Regions from separate parts of the Mus musculus genome. Here all the other regions are linked to region 2. Evidence: chromatin contacts called from public HiChIP or PLAC-seq and capture Hi-C data. All regions are on one chromosome and are shown on one strand. The core of a region is the stretch at or near the end of the contact, and the rest is flanking DNA. Distances in the headings are between cores, read along the strand shown. Region 1 holds the start of Pla2g3 (phospholipase A2, group III). Region 2 holds the start of Rnf215 (ring finger protein 215). Region 3 holds the start of Cabp7 (calcium binding protein 7).

What was found. HiChIP or PLAC-seq counts read pairs in DNA pulled down with a chosen protein or histone mark. Capture Hi-C pulls out chosen DNA fragments and counts their contacts.
Region 1: a contact with region 2 is called in an H3K4me3 HiChIP or PLAC-seq map of embryonic limb bud, with 5 times the contacts expected there. The contact joins the promoter of Pla2g3 here to the promoter of Rnf215 in region 2. A contact is called at or near these places in 1 of 39 promoter capture datasets (embryonic stem cells) and 1 of 115 datasets of contacts at active chromatin or transcription factors (embryonic limb bud).
Region 3: a capture Hi-C map of embryonic stem cells shows a contact between it and region 2, with 4 times the contacts expected there. The contact joins the promoter of Cabp7 here to the promoter of Rnf215 in region 2. A contact is called at or near these places in 3 of 39 promoter capture datasets (embryonic stem cells and neural stem cells), 2 of 484 Hi-C or Micro-C datasets (both in embryonic stem cells), 1 of 115 datasets of contacts at active chromatin or transcription factors (stem cell-derived neural progenitor cells) and 1 of 9 other capture datasets (embryonic stem cells).

What each region holds. Positions count from the first base shown.
Region 1 is chr11:3,486,809-3,490,728 of GRCm38.p6, forward strand. It overlaps Pla2g3 (phospholipase A2, group III), which reads left to right and starts at 1,419. Exons shown (of 7, transcript NM_172791.2): 1 at 1,419-2,045; 2 at 2,954-3,086; 3 at 3,335-3,469. The coding sequence starts at 1,544.
Region 2 is chr11:4,132,698-4,136,699 of GRCm38.p6, forward strand. It overlaps Rnf215 (ring finger protein 215), which reads left to right and starts at 2,463. Exons shown (of 9, transcript NM_027859.3): 1 at 2,463-2,866; 2 at 3,117-3,260; 3 at 3,863-3,934. The coding sequence starts at 2,576.
Region 3 is chr11:4,744,429-4,748,635 of GRCm38.p6, forward strand. Cabp7 (calcium binding protein 7) reads right to left here and starts at 2,751. Exons shown (of 5, transcript NM_138948.4): 1 at 2,191-2,751. The coding sequence starts at 2,299. Gm35102 (a long non-coding RNA gene) reads left to right here and starts at 1,398. Exons shown (of 4, transcript XR_003949631.1): 1 at 1,398-2,150; 2 at 2,890-3,057; 3 at 3,344-3,396; 4 at 3,501-4,207.

The DNA of each region.
Region 1 (3,920 bases), core at 169-2,668, 650 kb before region 2:
CCCTCTTCTCTCACTGCCACCACATCTTTCTCAACCTCAGGAGAGGGGTTTGGCACCTGGGTTAAATAATTCTCTTTTCATTAATCCTCGGCTATTACCTCCAGGTCAGGGCTAGTTCTGAAGCCACAAAGATAGGCCTCATGGCTGAAGCGGACTCTCTGCTCCCTTCCTACACTGGCTCTGCCTCTGCCTCGACGGGACTTGACTTCCTGCAGAGTGTAGCATGGCAGCTGAGGGGGACTGCTCCAGCTAGCCCCAATTTGCGCCTTTAAACTCTCTCAGCCCTGTGGGGACCTGAGTGTCGTTTGAATTATTTTTACATCACTCTGGGGCTTCAGTTTCTTCCTATCTTGACTGTTGTTGTTGTTGCTGCTGCTGCTGTTGTTGTTTGTGTGTTTGTTTTTGAGACAGGGTTTTTGTGGCTTTGGCTGTCCTGGAACTCATTATGTAGACCAGGTTTGCCTTAAACACCGAGATCTGCCCACCTCTGCCTTCTAAGTGCTGGGATCAAAGGTGTGCACATAACAGCCAGCTGGGCTCAGTTTCTTCATCTATATAATGGGTATAACTACTAGCTTCACCAGATGGTTGGAAGCAAAATAACACATCAGCTTGGGGACATGGGAAACAGTGCTGAGTATAGCCCCCTCCATGATACAGAGACGTAAGCCTCTTGGGGGGGGTGGGACACATGATTCCTTCTGGGCGTCATACTCCAAGAATAGAAGGACCTGGCCCCCTGAGCCATTTTATACTTATTTGGGGACCTTATCTTTTAAATCCCCAGTGCCAGTCCTGCTCCAGGTTACTATCAGGTCCTACTCTGGTTATGTATCCCAACCATCAGACAGGAGTATGGCGTTGGACCAGACCTGTGCTGGAAGTCGCAGGGATCCTGTGGCACTCTCTTTGGAGAATCCCAACAGCCTTTCTCAGAACCAGGACTTGCAAAGAGCACCAGAATCAACCTTCTTTTCCCAGAAGATTTGGGAACTCCCAAGGTGGGCTCCAGAGCCCCAGCCGTGCCCTGGCCTCTTTCACCCGCCCTAACTGAAGTCCATGGCCTCTTGCCAATCTCATAGACTTGGGTGTGGTAGTTGCAACTGGGTTAGGAGTACAAGGACAGGTTCTGGAGGTCTCCTCTAAGTCCCTGAACTCTCTTCTGGCTCCAAAGGGGATAAAGCTCCCCCTTGACCTCCCTCCTCCATCCTCACCCTCATAGTCCAAGGCTTTGGCTCCCACAGATGCTTCCAGGGCAGCCCGGGGCAGGTGACTGGACAGCTCCGCGGACACGATGAGTGGAGGCGTGGGCTCAGCAATGCATCCCTCAGCCAATCAGCAGCCTGCCCAGCCGGTGGATTCGGTTACAAGCCCAATATCACCCCATACACCAGCCTTCCTCCTCCTCCCTAGGCTCCATTCATTGGCCCTGACACCCAGGGGCTGCTGGGCATCGCTTCCGCTGGAGCCTCAGCAGCTGCCTCAGGGGCAGTCAAAGGCAGGCATCCCGGGGCTTTGTCTGACCAGGCTGGACTAGAGTAGAATGGGGGTCCTGGGGGTACTTCTAGGAGTGCTGGCTTTCCTAGAGGGCTCCCATACCCGTCACTGGGACAGTACCTCCTGCCATTTGGTCCAGCCCATCCCTGGTAACCCTCTGGGCTCCCTGAGCTTCTTGGGCAAAGATGCCCAAGGCCTGGCATTATTCCAGGCCTTCTGGGATACACACCACAGGCTGCAGGTTTGTATCAGGCAGGATGAATCTGAACTTATCACAGCGTTCAGGGCCCTCTGTGCTCATGAGCCTTTGCAGCACTCCTTCATCCAAACCCCTGGACCTGCGCTGCAGAGAGCACTGGCCACTCTGCAGAGCCAGTGGGAGGCATGTCAAAGGTCTCAGGATAGTCCTACAGGAGCCAGGGAGAAGCGAGCAATAGAGCAGAGTGGAGCACCTGACAGAGAGCACCGTCGAAGGAGGAGAGGCTGGACCATTCCTGGCACGCTGTGGTGCGGTGTTGGGAACTCTGCTGAAAATGCCTCAGAACTGGGTGAGCCCCCGGGGTTTGGGTAGGTGTATGGTATGTATATGTGGGGTGGGGTGTTGGACTCCAGCCTGGCTCCCATTCTTCCAGGCTGTGTTATTGGAGAAGTGACATAGGCACTTTAACCTCATTTTTTAAATCTGTAAAATGGGTATGAATATGAGTAGCTCTTCATGAGACACTTAAGTGACGTCATGGATGTGAAAGGTCTTACTCAAACCCATGAATCACTCGAGGGAGGAGGTAGATTGAGGAGGATCCAGATTCTACTGCTCTAAACAACCTCTACCCATGAGGTTCTTCAGTGGCAAGAGCTCCAAAGACCTGGGTACAGCTCAGCATATTCAAGCTGACACTTCTTGAAGCTCCAAGTTCCTTATCTAGAAGATAAAGAGCCACTTCCCTTTGGGGGCTGCTGTGAACTCCGCTCATGTAAACATCACAACAAAGGGCGCCATTGCTCGAACTGTGGTTGAATGCTGTATATCTGCAAGGAATGCTGCTGGAGGACTAGGCTTGAGCAGGCAGGATGGCATCTTGGCCACCCAAGATGTTCTTGCTGTGCCAGAGGAAAGACTGTGCCTGGCCTGACTATCATTCCATAACACACACTTTCATTATCTGGAGTTTTATTTGGGTGTGAGCTTGGGAACTCTGTGAGTCAGCTCTGAGGAAGACAAGTCCAGAAGCTGGTGGGTGGGCTCCCTTGTTTGGACCAGGCAAAGGAGGCTGCCAGCCTGTGGTCTTCTCTGAGAACTCTGGAGCTGTGAGGGCCCTGTATCTGGACAACAAGCGCCCTGCCCTGGCCATGAGCTGGACTGCGGAGGGCCGTTTGCTATACAAGGTAGGCATATATGAGCTGCTTCACAGCATCCAGGCCCCTGCTCCACTTTGTTCCCTTTCTCTCCATGCAGGCGTGTTCCACGGCCCTGACCTCTGCTGCCGGGAACACGATCAGTGCCCACAAACCATTTCGCCCTTGCAGTATAACTATGGCATCCGAAATTTCCGCTTCCACACCATCTCTCACTGCGACTGTGACGCCAGGTTGGCAGCAGAAAGAGAGGGCCTGAGGCTCGGGGACAGAGTAGAGTTACCCGGTTCTTGGGTCTAGGCACCAGGGACCCAGAGAGTTCTAAAGACCAGCAGCTGGGGCCCCTTCTTCCAACCACCCTCCGTGCAGGTGGGCCGAACTGAGGCTCTAGAGCAGGAAGGATCCTTTGGTAGGGTGGGCTGCAAAAGTTCCCAGGAGGCTCTCCGGGGTCCTTGGACCTGAATTCTGGTTCTGGGGACAGGTTTCAACAGTGCCTGAGGAGCCAGGGTGACTCCATCTCCGACATCATGGGCGTGGCCTTCTTCAACGTGCTGGAGATCCCCTGCTTTGTGCTGAAGGAGCAGGAGGCCTGTGTGGCTTGGAACTGGTGGGGCGGGTATGTGGCTGCCCCACTGGAGTCCTTGCCCGACCAGCAGGGCAACCTGGGCTCTAAGACCAGGGAGGGAGGTCTGTTTGTCCTCCAGCACCCATGCATTGTCCTTCGGTCAGGGCAGGGCTAGGGCTTTGCACCCTTCTGGGGTATTTCCCACAACCTAGTAGGAGGGGGACTGATGAAACTGGCAGAGAGGGCTTGAGAGATACCTCAGTGGTTAAAAGCACTGACTGCTCTTCCAGAGGTCCCGAGGTCAATTCTCAGCAACCACATGGTGACTTACAACCATCTGTAATGGGATCTGATGCCCTCTTCTGGTGTGCCTGAAGACAGCAACAGTGTACTCATATATAAAAAATAATTTGAAAGGAAGGAAGGAAAGAAGGAAGGAAGGAAGGAAGGAAGGAAGGAAGGAGAAAGAAAGAAGAAGTAAAGAAAGAAACTGGCAGAGATT
Region 2 (4,002 bases), core at 1,213-3,712:
CACTTTATCGTGGGCACATTATTTATTTTTAAATACTATTTATTTATTAATACTTTTTGTCCAATAGGGTTCCTATAGCTGTGATAAACACCATGACCAAAAGCAACTGGGGAGGAAAGGGTTTACATGGCTCTCACTTCCACATCATAGTCCCTCACTGAAGGAAGTCAGTGCAGGGATCTGGAGGCAGGAGCTGATGAGGAGGCTATGGAGGGATGCTGCTTACTGGCTTGCTGGCTTGCTCCACATGGCTTGCACAGCCTGCTTTCTTAGAGAACCAAGAACCCTGAGGTAGCACCACCCACAATGGACTGGGCTCTCCCCTGTCAATAAAGAATGAAGAAAATGCCCTACAGCCTGATCTTATGGAGGCATTTTTGGGAGTGGGGGTTAAGATGGGGTTTCTCTGCATAGCCCTGGATGCCCTGGATGTCCTAGAACTCACTCTGTAGACCAGGCTGGCCTTGAACTCAGAGATCCAGCCGCCTCTACCTCCTGAGTGCTGGGATTAGGGTGTGGGCCACCATTGCTTGGCTTGGAGGCATTTTCTTAACTGAGGTTCTCTCCTCTCATATGACTCCAGCTTGTGTCAGGTTGATATAAAACTGCCCAGCACATTTTTATATCTAGTTCTGCATGCAAGGAGATCGCATGTATCATGGCACATGTGTGGAAATGTACGTCAAAATATGGATGTGAGTGGGGGAATGTCAAGTCATGGGTGAAGGCCAAAGGACACTGCAGGAGTTGGCTCTCTTCTTCTGTCATATGAGTCCCAGGGATAAAACACAGGCCCTCAGGTCACCAGGCTTTACCCACTGAGACATCCTACCAACCCTATTTTCTATGTAAGAACTTTTTTCATTTTTATTTTATTCTATGAGTGTTGGCCTGCTGCACAGGCATGAAGTGTACCATACACATGCAGTAGCCTACAATGGCCAGAAGAGGGCGACAGATCCTCTGAGACTCTCAAGCAATTGTGAACTCGCAGTCCATGTGGGTGCTGGGAATTAAACCCAGATCTTCTGAAAGAGCAGCCAGTGCTCTAATTACTGATCCATCTCTCCAGTTGCTACACACGTCATTTAACATCTTTTTTTTTTTTTAAAGAGGGTCTCACTGTATAATAGGCTGGTCTCAAACTCCTGCTTTACCCTCCCAAGTGCTGGGATTACAGGCATGCCCATCATAATGTAGTTTTTCTGTCATTAAAAACAAACAAGCCGGGTGTGGTGGCGCACACCTTTAATCCCAGCACTTGGGGGGCAGAGGCAGGAAAATTTCTGAGTCGGAGGTCAGCCTGGTCTACAAAGTGAGCTCCAGGACAGCCAGGGCTACACAGAGAAACTCTGTCTTGAAAAAACAAAAAAACAAAAACAAAAACAAACAAACAAAAAAAACAAGACCAAAAAAACAAACAAACAGCTCTCAAGCACTTGAAATCATCAAAATCGTGTTCTCTATTAAAATGTTAAAGTTGTATTTGAGTCTTTAATTCACATGGTTTTCCTTATGCACGGTGCAGTAGGGGTCCAATTTCACGTCTTTTCCCGGTGGTACCTAACTTTGTTGTGATTTAGCAAAGAGCAAGCCATAGCACCTCCTCCCAGGTCCCCAAGTGCAATACCTCCTCTGACAACCAATTTTACATATGTGCTGACTGATTTTATGTCAATTCCCTGTTTGCAGGCCAGCCGAGCTTCTTCTCTACATCTCTGTCTCCTTCTGGGAATATTTTAGTCATTGCATCCTGGTGGCTAACCAGGTTTCTATTTTCTGTAGATTTTAATATTTTATTACAAAGTGGGAGGGGGTGTTGCAGCTCATTAGCTCTTTGCCCTTTTATCAGGGTACAATTTGTAAAAGGCTCAGGTTTCAGATTGAGCCAGCTACCAGCAACCACAAACCTCTGGGCTGAAGGACAAATTTTCGGACAAAAGCGGAACCTTCTCATTCCAGTAAGCACTGGCGATCATGTTAGAAGCAAGGCAGTGCAGGTTTAGATCAAGTCCATTTTACAGGCGAGGACAGCCCAGTGCTCCGTGCCACTATGGCTCTGCCTGGTTTGTACAGCTTCGTGTGCCCAGCCCTCCTCCCTGCTCCTTTAAAACCATGGCCTCAGTCTCCCCATCTGCTTTCTGTGATTCTCTGCAGCCTGCTCGCTGATCCCATGAAAGAACACTGACCCAGAGGAGGATGAGACATAGCCTTGACAACACCGTAGGTCAATCAGCCCAGACCCTTATACCTCCCTCGCCCCTACATTTCTCCAATCCTGAGACAACCGCACCTATCTCCACTGACAGACAACTTGGTGAGCTCTCCAAGGCTCTAAGGTATTTGCTCCATCGCAGCTCCTCAGGCCTCCTACATTAGGTTTCTCAGGAGCCACCAGGAGGCGCTCTCGCTGTCAAGCACCAACTCAGCCCCCCCCTCCCCGCACCGCCCCCTCCGGCTGCGGCCCCGCCCCTCCCGGTGCCGAGCCCCGCCCTGTCCGGCGCGGCCTGGCTCACTCTGTTCTCCCGGTCCCCGGGACCTTAGACTACGGCCTCGCCACCTCTCCGGTCGGATCATGGGCTCTGCCGATCGCCCCGCGCTGAGGTCGCCTTCGTTGCCGCCCCCTCCCCCATCGCCGCCGTCGCCGCTGCTGCTACTGCTGCCTCTGCTGCCTTTGTGGCTGGGCCTGATGGGCCCGGGAGCGGCGGCGGACGGCAGCGAGCCGGCGACCGGGGAGGGACGGGGCGGAGCCCGCTCAGTGCGAGTGGATGTGAAACTGCCGCGGCAGGACGCCTTGGTTTTGGAGGGCGTCAGAATCGGTCCGGAAGACGGTCCGGAACCTCTGCTGGGTGGCCGCCTGCTGCTGGTGAGCTCAGCCCCGCCTAAACTTGCCATGACCCTCGGATAGACCCCGCTGTCTTCATCCAGAAGCTAGCCCTTGACAGCCCAGAATGCTACTACTTCCCAGCCTTCAGGAGTTGGCAAACCTGACAGCCACATGCCCCTTCCACACTCATTCCCGTACCCGTACCCTGACCTTGCGTGCTTTGTGGCAGACCCGGGCTGCCTCTTCTATTCCCCTTGCCTCCTTCTTTTCATGGCTCCTCGTTACACAGATGGATGTCGTGGATGCTGAGCAAGAGATACCCGTAGATGGCTGGATTGCAGTGGCATATGTGGGCAAAGAGCAGGTCGCCCAGTTCCACCAAGAGAATCAAGGCAGTAGCCAGAAGGCATATCCCAAGGCTCTGGTCCAGCAGGTGCAAAGGGTGTTTGAGGGAAGGGGAGAAAGAAAATGCATTCGAAACATCTGCTAGAGCCAGGCTAACAGGTGGCCTATGAGGAGCCTTTCCAGAGAAGCCCTGGGCCCGAGTGGGTCAGCAAACACCAGTATGGAGCATCAAAGCAGTGTGATGGGGAGGAGGTGGAGAGACTTGCTGGGGAAAGTGGACCTGCTCTGGTGATAGGAGCTGGCAAGGGTGGAGAGCTGCTTTGCTAGGACTAGGGCCAATGAAAAGAATTTTGGATCCTACAGAATGAAAGGAGCATAAGTTTCTCACACACATGATAATGTACAAATTTCTTAAAATCAAGAATATTCTTTATGTAACTATGGTGTAGGAAAGTTAGCATCTATAAAATGTTGTGATCTATGTTCCATAACTAAATATTGCCTTAGTCCACAACCATCGTGTGTTGCCTTTGGCTGTCATTATCTCTTCGGCCTCCAAAACCATCCCTTAGCTTTGGCTTGACTTCAGGGAGCTTATAGCTAGTCTATCCAGATGTCGGGCTCCTGAGAGCTGGGGCCGTGGGTAAGGCAGGTGTGTGACAGCCTCCCACCTTCCGTCTTCCCTTGCAGATGCGTCGAGCCCTTTTCCTGGGAGCCTCTGCCCTGCTTCTCCTCATCTTAAACCACAGTGTGGTCCGAGAGGTAACCTGGCTTGGACTGTGAGGGTGAGCAGGTGAGGGGACAGGGGCCGGAAGCCTGCTGACCCTGCC
Region 3 (4,207 bases), core at 1,501-4,000, 610 kb after region 2:
CTGGTCCTCCTCCCCCATGCAGACTGACCGCCCCCTGGATTTCTGCAGCAGGCAGCACGAGGTGTCTGCAGCATTTCACCCCAGGTCACCGACTCCCTTGTCTAGTCTATGGGCTGCTTCACTGATCCCTTCCAGCCAACAGGGCCTGGGTCTTACCCAGACTGCCCGGGGACAGGAAGAGTAGTGTGTACTGGAGAAGTTAAGGAACCAAAAGTGGCATCTGTATGAAGGACAGCCGCTCTGCACCCAGCCCTGGCATTCAAGACCCACTGCAGGGAGCCCAGAACCTGGTTTTCAGCCAAGGAGGGGTCTGGAGAACTTACTGCCTTAATGTGTAGATGCCCATAGGCATCTGCTGGCTCTGTGCCCTCCACCTGCCAGTCACAGGGATGGCCCTGTCCTTCAGGTGCCCCCTGCACCAGGGCCCCTCCTCTAGTCCAAAGGGGACCAGAGAGAAGCAGGGAGTGTATTTGATGTGATGGTGACTAACAGCACTGGGCTTCTGCCAGCATGACCACGGGATGGCTCGGAGGGAGCGTGGGCCTCCTTGCCCTTGCATTGCCCACCCTGGCGCTTCTCACCCCTGCACGACTGTCTCTCTCAGCTTCTCGATAGCCTGACTGGGGATCCAGTGAGACCTGGAGTCATGGGGCCAGGTTATGTGGGGGGTGCTGGGAGCAGGGGAAAGGAGGCTGGATCTCTCTGGGGAGACATGCCGCCTCTGTCCCAAGAGTGGAGAGAAAGGGGTGGATGGACGCTTCTGCGTGGCTCAGAATTAAAGGCAGTAAAGGAAAGGGAAACTGGCCTGCGCCCTGCACCCCTCCCGGGCCCCATCTCTTCCCCTCAACCTGGAGGAGGCTCTGCTTTGGTCCAGACAGGACAGGACCTGGGGTTTCCGGGGTATAGACTAAGCACACATCCTTCCATCTGTGCCTCCACTGTTGGGGCTGAGAGCCCCTCTGCGACTTTTCCTGCTTCTGAGTTCATGGGGGGTGTGGGAAGTGGGTGTCTGGTGGACTGTGGTGCAGTGAGCATGGCAGTTGCACCCTTTCTCTCTCTCTCCACTGTCTACTCGCCCAAAATTTGCCCCAGACCAGGCCTGGGCTGAGGACAGACTTCCCGAATGGCTTCCCCTGGGCTCCCACTAGTATCCTTTCCTATGTTGGTCACTCCAACTCACTCCTATGAGCCCAAGTGGGACCCCAAAGCTGAGACCCCTTGACTACAGAGACCGGAGACAGGCCCATCATCTGGGTAATCTCAACCCCTCCCCCAGCAGCCGACAAACACCCTAAGGGACCAAGACTCCCATCAGCTCAGAGTCTCCGACTCCACTCCATATGGGGCCTCAAGAGGCCTGGGGGGAGGGGAATCTTGAGCACACCCCCGCCCCCAATCTCAGCAGAGAAAAAGCTAGGAAGGCCCCAGGGGTCTCACTGCGCCCCAGGACACTCAATCCAGGAACCCCAGCCTCGGCCTGCTGCTCTGATCTTCAATAGCCAACTGCCTGCGTGCGGTCCCTATTCCCGAAAGGCACGGGGACTAGGGTCGGGGGGAGGTTTAGGTTCCGGCCTCTGCCTTTCCTTCCAGGCTTTTGCTATCGCGACCGAGCCTCCCAATCCGGCCACTTGTTGTCGCCAACGCCTCCCAGCTGCCTCGGCAGCGCACGGGTGGGGGGTCCCTCGCAGGGCCGCAGAAGGGGATGGGGGTAGCCCTGCACCCAGCAAGAGCGGGGCAGTCGCCCTCTCTCCCCTTCTCCCACTGCCGGAGCAGATTGGATTCTCAACGCGACACGAGCGGAATGTCAATAGGAGCGCAGAGCCACGGGCGGGCGCCGCGGAAGGGATCAGGATGCGGACGCTCCGGTGGCGGGCGCGGGGGGCAACAGCTCGGACTCTCCACTTCAGCCCCCGCCGCCTTGCCGCACCGTCACCGCCGGCCACGCGGCCCAGTGACCCCGCTGCGGGGCCCCGCAAGTTTCCGCAGCGCTGGGGGCCACGCGGGCAGGGGCCGGGCTGCTCCTGCGCCGCGGCGACCCCCACCGCGGCGCCCGGGGCCACCCGGCCGTCCCGCCTCCCGCGTAGCCGCTCATCCGAGTCGCGCAGCAGGGTCCCGGGCTCCCCGGGCCAGCGCGGCACCAGGGCGCACAGGTAGGAGGGCTCGTGGCAGGGGTCCCGGCAGGGCACTCACCCTCTAGCTCGTCCTCAGGGATATCCACCGGGCGCTGCTCCGACAGCAGGTTGGGCACGGTGTAGATGCCCCGGTACATCAACGCCGCCGTCACCGGGTGGAACGGCATCTTGGAGGCTCCGCGCCCGCCCGCCCGCCGCAAACTTTGAGGCCGGGGCTCATGGGCCGCCGGCGGCCCCGGGGGCGGCTGGAGCGGGCGGTGCGCGCGGTGCGGCGCGCAGTGGCGGCGGCGAGGCAATGGGCACCCGTCCGGGACCTAGCGCCCCTGCGCCCCGGGCTGTCGGGCCATGCCGCCGGCTCCTTCGTTGGGATCCCGGCCGGGGGCTCGCAGGGATGGCGGGGGCGGCGCCGCTCCGGCCTCTTGGCTCGGACCGCTGCGCGCTGCGCTCCCTCCGCGCGCTCCGCGTTGCTCGCCGCCCGCTCGTCCGCTCGCTGGTGCGGCTGCCCGACCCGCCGCTCCGGCTCCCGCCGCTGCCGCCACCGCCGCCGCCGCCACCGCCGCCGCCGCCACCGCCGCCGCCGCCGCCGCCTGCACTCCTCACTCGCTCGCTCGCTTGCTCTGTGCGGCGCTCGCCGCGCTCCCGCCTCCCCCGCCCGCCCCTCCCGCCCCCGCCCCTTCCCGCTGCCGGCCCCTGAGCGGCCACCCCAAGCCCTCCCGGGCGCCTTCTCTGGTTCTCCCCGACTCTGCTTTTCCCCCAGTCTGCTTCGGATTGCTGTCTCCCGCACCCCACGTTAGCAGCCAGCAGGACCCGGGTGGTGTGGACCAGGGGTGGAGCCGTTCCTTGTACCCCCTATCCCACCTGCCTCCACTAACCCTCCCCCAGCGAGAGCGGAGAGCTGAGAACTAACGACTAGAGACCCAGAAAGGTGAGGTTGCTCCAGGCGCGAGGGTCCTCAGGACCAGTAATCCTCAAGTTGGTGCCAGGAGAGGCTCCAAGGTGGGGAAACTGAGGCTTAGAAAAGGACATTGGCCAAGGTCACCAGGCAGGGCCAGCAGGCAGAGGCCAAGCACAGATCTGCAGGAGACTCCGCTGGCCTGTGGCTGACACCAGCAGTTGACTTGATCCCACAAAGGGCTGTTGTCCTGGCTCCTTCCTGAGCCCTTGCCTCTCAGTTTGCAGAGCAGGAGCCAAGGTCTGTCTCATGTCCCCAGGGGCCATGAGGAGGAGGCAGACGACCCAGAGCCTGTTGGTCACATGGCTGCAGGTTAGACCTTCCTCCGGTCCTTAGCATGTGTTCTATGGGGGTGGGGGTAGGTGTCTGGAGGGGGGGGCAGCATGTGCATGCGTTTCTCTTCATCTTTCGTTCAGGACACTGTGAAGATACGTTTTCAAACCCACTTGCAGATGAGAGTGTTTGAACTGTGCACGGCCACCTACATGTGAGCTGTGAGCTGGCAGCGAAGGGCAGAAGCCCGGAAGCAGGTGTGGGCAGGTGCGAAGGCCCTTGGGCTGGGAGTGCTATGCGTATCCGAGCACAGATGTGTGTGTCTCCGTGTACAATTATGGGATCTGGTGAGCCCCTGGCCTGGGTGGGCCTCAGCTGGCCTCAGTCTCATTCCTGGAACCCTCATCTGAACTATCTCCCTGCCCCCTTGGGTCCAATCAGCCAAAGGCCCCAGCAGGAAAGCTGATTGCCACAGCCTGGCCATGCCCTTCCCTGGCTGATTACATTTTTCTGCTTGTTTCTGCTTTTGTCGCTGATTAATCATAGCCCTGTCTTGGCGCCGGGAGAGAGGGGCTCAGTGAGAGACAACACCCCCAGCCACCCTGGGCCAAGGCAGGCCTGAACCTTTAGGACTTGTCTAGGGCTCTGGGTTTCTCATAGGCATGTGAAACCTGTAGAGAAGCCAGACAAACCCTGGCTCCCATCTGAATGTCTGTTCCAGGCTTCTGGCCAGTTGCTATCTATTCAGACCTATAGTTGGAGTCGTAAGAGCCCCTGAGAAGCACCCATCCCCAAAGCTCTTCTTGCGCACTTGAGCATCCATCAGGTCAGCTGGGTGCTTATGCTCCTT